Regions from separate parts of the Gossypium hirsutum genome. Here region 1 is linked to region 2. A link is a contact called in public Hi-C data. All regions are on one chromosome and are shown on one strand. The core of a region is the stretch at or near the end of the contact, and the rest is flanking DNA. Distances in the headings are between cores, read along the strand shown.

Evidence for each region. Hi-C and Micro-C count contacts between places; a contact is called where the count stands out from the background.
Region 1: a contact with region 2 is called in a Hi-C map of leaf, with 3 times the contacts expected there. The contact joins the enhancer-like site here to the promoter of LOC121213668 in region 2. A contact is called at or near these places in 7 of 34 Hi-C or Micro-C datasets (anther, fibers, leaf and 1 more).

The regions. Positions count from the first base shown.
Region 1 is chrD01:46,654,090-46,659,003 of Gossypium_hirsutum_v2.1, forward strand. No RefSeq gene overlaps it. Among protein-coding and RNA genes, the nearest start is that of LOC121213669, 30 kb to the left of the region's middle. Within about 2 kb of position 3,567, at least 1 of the 9 cell types and tissues checked has an H3K27ac peak or open chromatin away from gene starts, as enhancers often do. A contact at or near this core is called in leaf, where this site is marked.
Region 2 is chrD01:46,611,194-46,615,541 of Gossypium_hirsutum_v2.1, forward strand. LOC121213668 reads right to left here and starts at 2,928. Exons shown (of 2, transcript XM_041086550.1): 1 at 1,948-2,928; 2 at 1,450-1,812. The coding sequence starts at 2,179. The coding sequence ends at 1,631.

The DNA.
Region 1 (4,914 bases), core at 2,317-4,816, 44 kb after region 2:
AGGTGTGATTGGGTCACCTAAAAAACGGCTTTGGTCTACGAGTTTTAGAAAAACGGATCCGGGAGTCAGTTACGTACGAAGAAGGATTAGCACCCTCGTAACGCCCAAAATTGGTACCTAGTTAATTAATTAGTGCCTTAAGGTCGAGAATTTGAAAAATCCATAATCCTTAGCAAAACTTAAAAGGTTATGTATTAAGACCCTTATTATTTTAGAGAAAGAAGATACCACACCCAATGCGTTAGGGCACAGCATTCTAATTTTCCCCAAAATGAATTGGGCTAAAATACTTGTACAATAAAACTTTAAAAGAACATCCACTTATCCAAGATTTAAGAAATCACACCTAATACGTTAGGGCACGATTCCTTTAGAATCCCAAACTTGGAATATTTCCTTTACTTTAAAAGAACATCCACTTATCCAAGATTTAAGAAATCACACCCAATACGTTAGGGCACAATTCCTTTAAAATCCCAAACTCGAAATATTTCCTTTATTATTTTAAAAAATCTTCATTTCGAGAAATCAATGCGTCACATCCAATTCGTTAGGACACAACGTATTGAATTCCCAATAATGAGCTCTTATTTTGATTAAAAGAATATCCATTTTTAAAAAAGTTTGATTTTAAAAAAAATCGAGTAAAAAATGTAATGTTATGCTACATTGAATATATAATGCAATAATAAATACTACGATAGCATAGAAATAATGCAAATATATGAACAAATAAATACCGAATGACATATAATATATCAAATAAATGAGCAATATAATCAATGAAATTACGAAGAATTAGAGGCATACATATGAATTTTCATGTAAAACTTTGATTTATAAAATTTATAATGTACTTATGAGAAAAAAATTATTAAATGATGTCAACATTATTAAAATCCAAAAAAAAACATGTATACATATGAATGTGAATAAAACTTTAGTTTTAAAAATATAAATGCGCATAAAAAATAAAGCATATACATATGTTTTTTCAAGATAATTACAATAAAAAACAATTACATTATTAAAATTAATTAAGAAAATAATAAGAAAAACCAAATTAAACAGCAATTGAAAAATTTCGGGGTAAATCCGCGGATAAATGAAACCCCGGGGACTAATTTGAACACGCGAATTACATAGAGGGGCTGGAAGGGAAATTTTTCCTTCTCCTCTAAAACGGCGCCGTTCAAAAGGATTAAATTGGAATTTAAAATAAATCAAAGGTCGGATTTAAAAAATAAAAAAACTAATTGAAAATATATTAAAAGGCGGAGGGGCTAAAAATGCAATTTACCCCTCCGCTAAAAAACACGCGGATCCTAGGCCGGGTCAGGTCGGCCTCCCCAAAATGATGCCGTTTTAGGCATCTGGGGGCTCTCCAAAACGGCACCGTTTTGGTACCTTATATAAGCCCCCAACATCTAAAAAAAAATCATTTTCAAAACCAAAATAAAAAAAACAAAAACCCCTTTTGAAATTTTCTCCCCTCGGTCTGCCCTCCGACTATAGGTCGGTCATCGGTCAGTCGCCGGCCACTGCGCCGGCCACTGATCTCCGGTGCCGGCACCGTCGTCTGCGGTGGCCGGAGGGGAAAAATTTCCATGTTTGACCTTTTAGCCTCCCTGAGTCTAAATCCGGGCTCAAATCCTTCAAAAGTAGAGGAAAACCCTCTAAAATCCCAGGAAACTCTTCGGTTCCCGATCGTCTTTCCGCAGAGACGATTCCCTCGGCCTTTCACGGTGATTTGGGGCTCCAAACACAGGTGGTTTCTTTTCGTTTTTTCTATTTATTTCAATCGTATGTATATAAAATAAAATAAAAAATGAAAAAATGCAAATAACAACCTTTTAATGCGTCCGTTTCTCTGCTTGTATTGTGAAAATAGGGCTTTTTTTATTTCTAAATTCCGATCCCGTTTACAGTATTAACAATGGCTTTATATAGCCAAATGAAAATACAAGAAATAGAAACAAGAAATCTTCTTGATTTGATTTGGTTTGATTTGATTTTCTTTCCTTTCTTGTGTTTGCAGGAGAAGATCATGAAGATTCGACTTGGTGATGGTTACGGCTGCGGCGCAAAGGTCTTCTTCAGAAACCCTACGGTTTCTGCAAATGATTTGGGCCACTGAGCTTTGGGCCCCTGTTGTATTTCGGGTTTTGGGCTCTATAAGCCTATTTGTAAAAAAAATGGACTACTTGTTTATTTGGGGCCCTTTATTATTTGTACCCGGGCAAAATCTGTTATTACACCTATCATCTCCGGATGTATATATAGATCGGGACCCGAGACAGGGTTGTTATATGAACTCCTAACATAATTTAGATTTTTGGGCATCTGCGATGCCCCTCCACAGTCTAACTAATCTGTCCATCCGACATTAAGATCAAAGTTAAACTCGCAATGTTGACTTATTAGACTAACATTCTCAACGGGCTCTAAGTCGGTTAACTCAACAAATAACTCAACTAGTTGGGGGTTCTCATTCTCAGCCGACCACCATATTTTCATCATAGTGCCTAAGTATTTATCATCTAACAGTTGTATCTCACAAAATTCCAATGGATCAGTAGAGATTGGAAACTTGTAAAATAATCTGGACATTGCCCTTCCACACAACGGATAGCTATTTTCTCACTAATCTTTCTTTTCATTTCTTCTAGCTTCACAGTTTTATTGAATCGCAACTCTACTCTCTATCGAACTTGAAATACACAACCAACATCACATTTTACAATTTCACCATAAAAAAGAACGTACACCAAAAATACTGAGTTATTCTTCTTCACCACAATTTTCTGAGCTCTCCAACTAAACACAACAATTTCTCTCTTTTCTTCTTTTCCAATTCAATTGTTACAAGAATGTCAACAAGATCTATATATGTTGCACCACCAAGGTGATTATGCCAAAGAGAATGACTCCACCAAAATAAAAAAATTCATTTTTATGGAAGGTGGTGACGCCATTCTCAGTAGCACCACTTGATGTAATAATTTTTCTAAAAAACTAAATAAAAAATAAAAAAATTTTGACACTGGTGGCGCTAGAATGGCTCCACCAAATAAAATATCATTTTTAAATTTAAATTAATTTAAAAAAAGGTGACAGAATACATTGATGGCGCCATTCTATATGACTCCACCAAATAAATAATATTTTTTTAAATTTAAAAACTAAAATAAATAACCCTGACATAATAAAGTGGTGGCGCCATTTTACATGACTCAACCACCATTATTTATTTTTTAGCCCTCTAATTATTGAGAAATAATAGTATTTACTTAGTATTTACAGGTGATGCCATTCTCTATGATTTCACCAAAAAAATTGATTTTTATATTGTAATGACTGACGTGGTATGTTAGTAACGCCAATCTCTTTCACTATACAAAATTTTACTATTTATTTTAGATTCTTTAAGTACATAATAAAAAAGTAATTTTTTTTCAATTATTCAAAATTTTAGGAAATTTTTATATAAGAATTGAAGTAGGTGATTAAGGGGACCACGTCCGTATAACAATGTCAAATTAGGGATATGAGACTTAAATTGAAGACTTGATATTGGTAGATTGAGCAGTGTAAGAGCCCAGCTGTCATGTACTCCCACAACTTTTTGGATATTCTTTTTTATTACTTTTTCTTCTTAATTAAAATATGACAGTTTAATTTTTTTTAGATTAATTAATTTAAACTTTGACTTCAATGACTTTAAAATTTTAATTAACTTTTTTGTATTTAGATATAAATAAATTAAATTACATTTACAAAATAAATTTTAAAAATTTAACTATAACACAATTGGTTTGTGATAACGATTTATAAACTTGAAATTTATATATATGTATATATATATTTAAAAAATATTAGCTTCTTCTACAAGTTGAATCAAATCAAAATAATTTTCTATTTCTCGTATTTCAAGCTATCTTTATGTGAAGATATTGGATATAAATGGTAAGCTTTAGCTATTTTTAGTTTTATTGGAGCTAAATGGTTAGTTTTATTTTTTTATTAGTTTTTAAAATTATATTTACAAAGTTTTGGAAAACTCAATTTCTTTTTTCCAAACTTCAGCAATGATCTAATAAAATAATAATAATGTTTGGTATCTTCTATGCTAACGTTTTCCACGCGAATTACCAACTTTGCTTGCATGAACCCGGCCTTGCTGTATTCACCAATTAAATGTTATTATTCGATTTGACACCTAAAAGTTAACAGTCTTAAAAAAAAAATTGACATGATACATGTACTGACGATGTGGCATGTGCGACCAGCATTCATTAGTGTTTACCAGATAACAAATATTGAAAAATCATTTAAAATTTCTAAAAATATTAAAAAATTGTAAAAAAGTATTTTAAAATTTATAAAAAATTTGTAAAAATTATTTTAAATATTAAAAAGTTGTAAAAATGATAACTATTGTCATTTTTTAAATGTAAAAACTATTTTAAAAAAAACTAAAAATGTTAAAACTATTAAAAATGGTAAAATGATTAAAAAAGTGTTTTCAAGTTAAAAATGGATTATTTTAACAAAAAAACAAAATGCTAGTAGTGGATTGAAAGAGAAGGTGATGATTCTCTTTTCAATCGCTTCATTTTCGAAACAAGAAAGGCTAGGGAGAAGAAGAGAAACGCACGGAAGGGGTTTGCTAGGGTTTAAACTTAATTTGGTTTGTGTAATTTTATCTGTTCTTTTTTTTTGTAATTCTTATATTTTCGGAATCTCAATTTTATGAGTTAATCAGCCCATGTTCTATTTTTTGGTACTGTTTAAGATTTTAGATGTTATCATTGTTGAGTAGTTAAAGCTTTAGGGATTAATTTGATAGATTTTTAGGTTAAAAGTGAAAAAGGACTAAATTGTGAAGTTAATTGTTGATTTTGAGCAATAGGG
Region 2 (4,348 bases), core at 1,678-4,177:
CCGAAACAGCGGCCTGTAGTGGTCGGTTTTCACAAGTGGGCTTACACCAACGAAATCTTTTTTATTATATTCGAGTAAGTCCCACTATTAAGCTTTAAATGGACTTGCTTAAAAGAAAGCTTGCCATGCTGGACTGGACTTCATTTGATATTGAAGATGGATGGTCAACATAACTTCTGAAAAGTTCCATTCCATTTGATTCTCCAAACATTTTTGTGTAGGCTCCACGTTATTAGAAGATATTAATGCATAGATGCACATTGAAGGCAACTGAGCGGCCACGCTCCATTTGCTTTTCTTGAAAACGACAGTACTGAAAAGGAAAGAAGATGGAAAGGGAGACCCCGCTGGCCGTAGCTATATGATAACCCCAACAGTGTGCGATAGGGACAATTATCATCTCTCTTCTTTTTTGGCAACTTGTCCAAATGCTAAATATAAAACGTGCCACCTTACAACTAGTGTTCAATGCTAGCATGGACCCCGTTTTCTAATCCCAGCTCATGAAAACTTCTCACTTGAATATTGAATTTAACAATTATTTCCATATTGAATTTTTTTAATCCAAATTAGCACTTAAAAGCTGTGATAACAATGGCAAAGTTCAAACTTAAATAGTGATTTAACGCGATTATTAATGCATAAATAAAATAATTAGGGGAAAAATCTGCCAAAAACCATGAGGTTACCTTGCACATATACAAAACCAAGTTGCATATTTCAACTAATAACGTGTGACCAAACATGTATTGAACAAAAGAAAGTAGACCCTAGTCCATATTTCTTACATATTGACAAGATTTTGAGCCCATTTGTGCTCCCACCCAAAGCAGCCTTTTTAAGTTTGAAAGAGGAGAAAAAAGGTTGTGCAACGACAAAGACCTACTCCTTTAAAGTCGATAATTATAACAGAACATTAGCCGCTTATTTCGCCTCACCGAACATCTAATTATTCAAAAGACCCTTCAGAAAGTGCCACACAACCAGCTCCTCAATAATACACTTTTAATTAAGTGGTTTGATTTTGGGTCTTAAGTTCAATAAAAAGAACCAATTCCTAAGAATAAGCATCCATCAGGCGATAATGTTGAATAGAATTCTTAAATTGGTCATAGTCTGAATGATTCAGTCCATCCATCATGTCCTATATATTTCTAGCCATATCCAATTCCCAAATCAAAATCCTTGAAAGCAACTTGCAATATTAAGGGCAAGTCAGAAGAACATTTCAAGCAATGGATATAAGCTACTGAAAATACATGTTTATGGACAATTCAGAACAACTTTTTGAACACTGGGTGTAAGCCAAACCTTACGTAGAGTATGAGATTAATAGAATCATCCATCAAAAGCCATTCAACAATAGAACGCAACACTTTCAAAGACAGAAATGGAAAATCAAGCACACCATGAATGTTCTCTTCATTCTTATCGCATAAGGCAAAATACTGAAAAACAAGTTCCAATTTATTCCTGCAGGTCTTTTCTCACCTAAATGAGAAATAAGGTGAAAAACATAAGCAACACTCTACCATGGCCATTAATGATAATAGACTAACTTTCAATGCTTTATTTATAAATAAAGCTAACCCAAGAAATATAGGATCATAAAGGGTTGGGAATTATTTAATTAATGGGAGGAAATCTTGAGATTGAGGGATTTATTAAACCATGCCTTCCAATTCCCACTTGCCTTCCTATTAATTGATTCAGCTGCCTTCCCGTCGTCTTTCACTTTCTCAGTCCTTTGCTTCTTGCACAGCATGAAATTCCTTGCCCCTTGTGATCCAATTGTCTCCCATGGACTTAGTGCTGCAATGAAAAAACATACCAAACACCCAAAATCATGAATACTACTAATTTTCCCAAATAAAACACCATTTAACATCAAATAAGCAAATCCTGGAAATTTTTAATCTTTAAAGATTGAAATGAAAACCGACATACCATCTGATCCAGCACTGGGGCAATAAAGGAGGAAATCATTAAGATTGGATCCGAGAACAGGAAGCCGACCCTCACGAGCGTAGGATTTCAAAGCAGTATCAATGACGGCAGCAACGAGCTCTTCCTCGTTAACAACAAAACGGATCGGCCCAGCACTTCCGAGAACAGTGACGCTAATCAAGAGCCTGTTGCCCTTGGGACCCTGGCTCTTCTTCTGCTTGTAAAGCAACATTCTTTCAAAAAAATTTTGTTCAAAATTCAAAATGAAAAAGAATCAAAACCAAAAACAGGCGAATGAATAATTCACCAACAACCGAGAAAAGAGAAACAAGGGTTTGTTTTGTTATTTTGTGGGGCGTATAACAAAAAAAAAACCAAATCTGGGTTATTGGTGGAAAGGAATAGAGGTATTGAGGTGGGGTTGTTTATGGGTCAAGGCCAAGGCAGCGGTAGTACCAGCCTTCTTTGCAAGAACCGAATGCGAAAGCAGAAGCAGCGGAAAGAGGAAGGAGAGTGCTCGCCCTCGATTTGCAAAGGGAGAGCATCAATATACTACAGCTCCAAATTGTTTCCACCATTCACAAAAATACCAAAAGATCAATGGTTTGATTCCAACAAAAAGGGAAAAAGAGCCAGAAAAAAAAGAAGTTCTGGGACGCAGATTTCGACGAAAAAAGGAGAGGAATTTTAGTGGTTGTAGGTAGAAGGTGTGGGAAGCGTTTGGGGGTATTTAATAGAGGAACAAAACAAGGAAAATGATTAGGGTAATTCAGGTTGAGGTGGTATATGAGCCTTATAGAGGGGAGGCAGGAAAAGGGTTTCTTTCTCTCTCTTGCCGTAGGGTTGCACTGTATATATATATAAGGAAGTTGTTATTTCCGTATAGAGTTAGCATTTGGGTATATTTACGCGTTCATCGCTCCTTGCCCACCAAGCCACCTATTCGTTCGCAACCGCCATATTCTCCTCCTCTTTCTTTCTACAACAATAATATTCAATTTGTTTTATTTTTATAAATAAAGTTTCTTTCAAGATTTTTCCATTAAATTAGTCATATATGTCAATTTTTTATTTAGTTTTTTTAGGTAATTTTTCTAATTTAGGGAAACAGGTCGTTCTTTAGAAGAGAAATGGAAAACGTGATCAGTTAAACGCGTTTTCCTATCAGTTATACAAAAAGCTCATCCGTCAACAATTAATTCCAGCGGCTTTTTGAACGTTGGCTTGCAACGGTAAAAAGATTTAAAGGGCTCCAACGGTAATTTTTTTCTACAAATACCATGCAATTTTAATTTTTTTTCTCTCAAATCCAACTCTCTCAATTTTAGCTTGGAAAGATGTTCTACAAATACCATGGCTTTGCAACTCGATTTATCGGTGGATAGGTCAATCATCACGGGGTCAACGATCATTCCCGATAAAGAGAACCTTTGTGAGGCATTTTTGGGAAAGATCCTGAACAAGTTTCAAGGTGGTCGAATATAGATGAAGTGGTTGGAAACCAATTTCAAAGAGCTTCCTCCGAACGCGATCAACGTCATCAAAGAACAATGTGCCCGAGCATTCATCTGAGGTTAATTGGGGGCATTTTAATGCATGATAAATCTTAAATTTTGGTACGCTGGTGGCTACTAAACCTAGCTGACTTCAAAGAATACACACGACTGAGTTAGGGATCAATCGTGTTGGCCACGTTGTACCAAGATTTGTGTCAGGTGACGAAACCGGATAAGATGTCAATCGGTGGTTGCCTACTCCTGCTGCAGTCGTGGGTGTAACACCTTATAACCTAGCCTAGAAGTTTGGACCGAATCTTAGAGGTTACATTGATCATCGAAGTGATCGAAAATAATTTCACAAACGTTTAATCATTTTAAATAAAAAATTCTCAAGATGCATTAAAGCGTTCGGAAACTTAATTCCGTAGTTAAAAAAAACAAATTCAATCTAAAATAGCATTATGCAGAAATCCGCATAAAACCCTTTTTTCGCAGTTCTTAAAATTAATACAAACCAAAACAATCTAACAAGACTTAAAAATTGGGGAAGGAACCAAATGGCTCATTTTAAAACATATCCTTCTAAGACCTCCGGCATGCTGAGTCTAACATTAGAAAACAGAAATGTACCTGGAAGGGGAAACACTAAGGGGTTGAGCTACACGAGCTCAGTGTGAGTTCAAAACGTATCTAACAACGAAATTACAGATCAGAAACTAAATAGTAGTTCGATAACGAAAAGTACTTACAAAGATACACAAAAACAGAAAGCAAACTCGAAACCAATGTCCCAAACAAACGTAACAGTCAAAGCATCCAAATTACACACAGAATACTCAACAGATAAACCCGTTAACGGGTCGATACAAAAATACTAATCATCACAATCCAAAATGTCACTA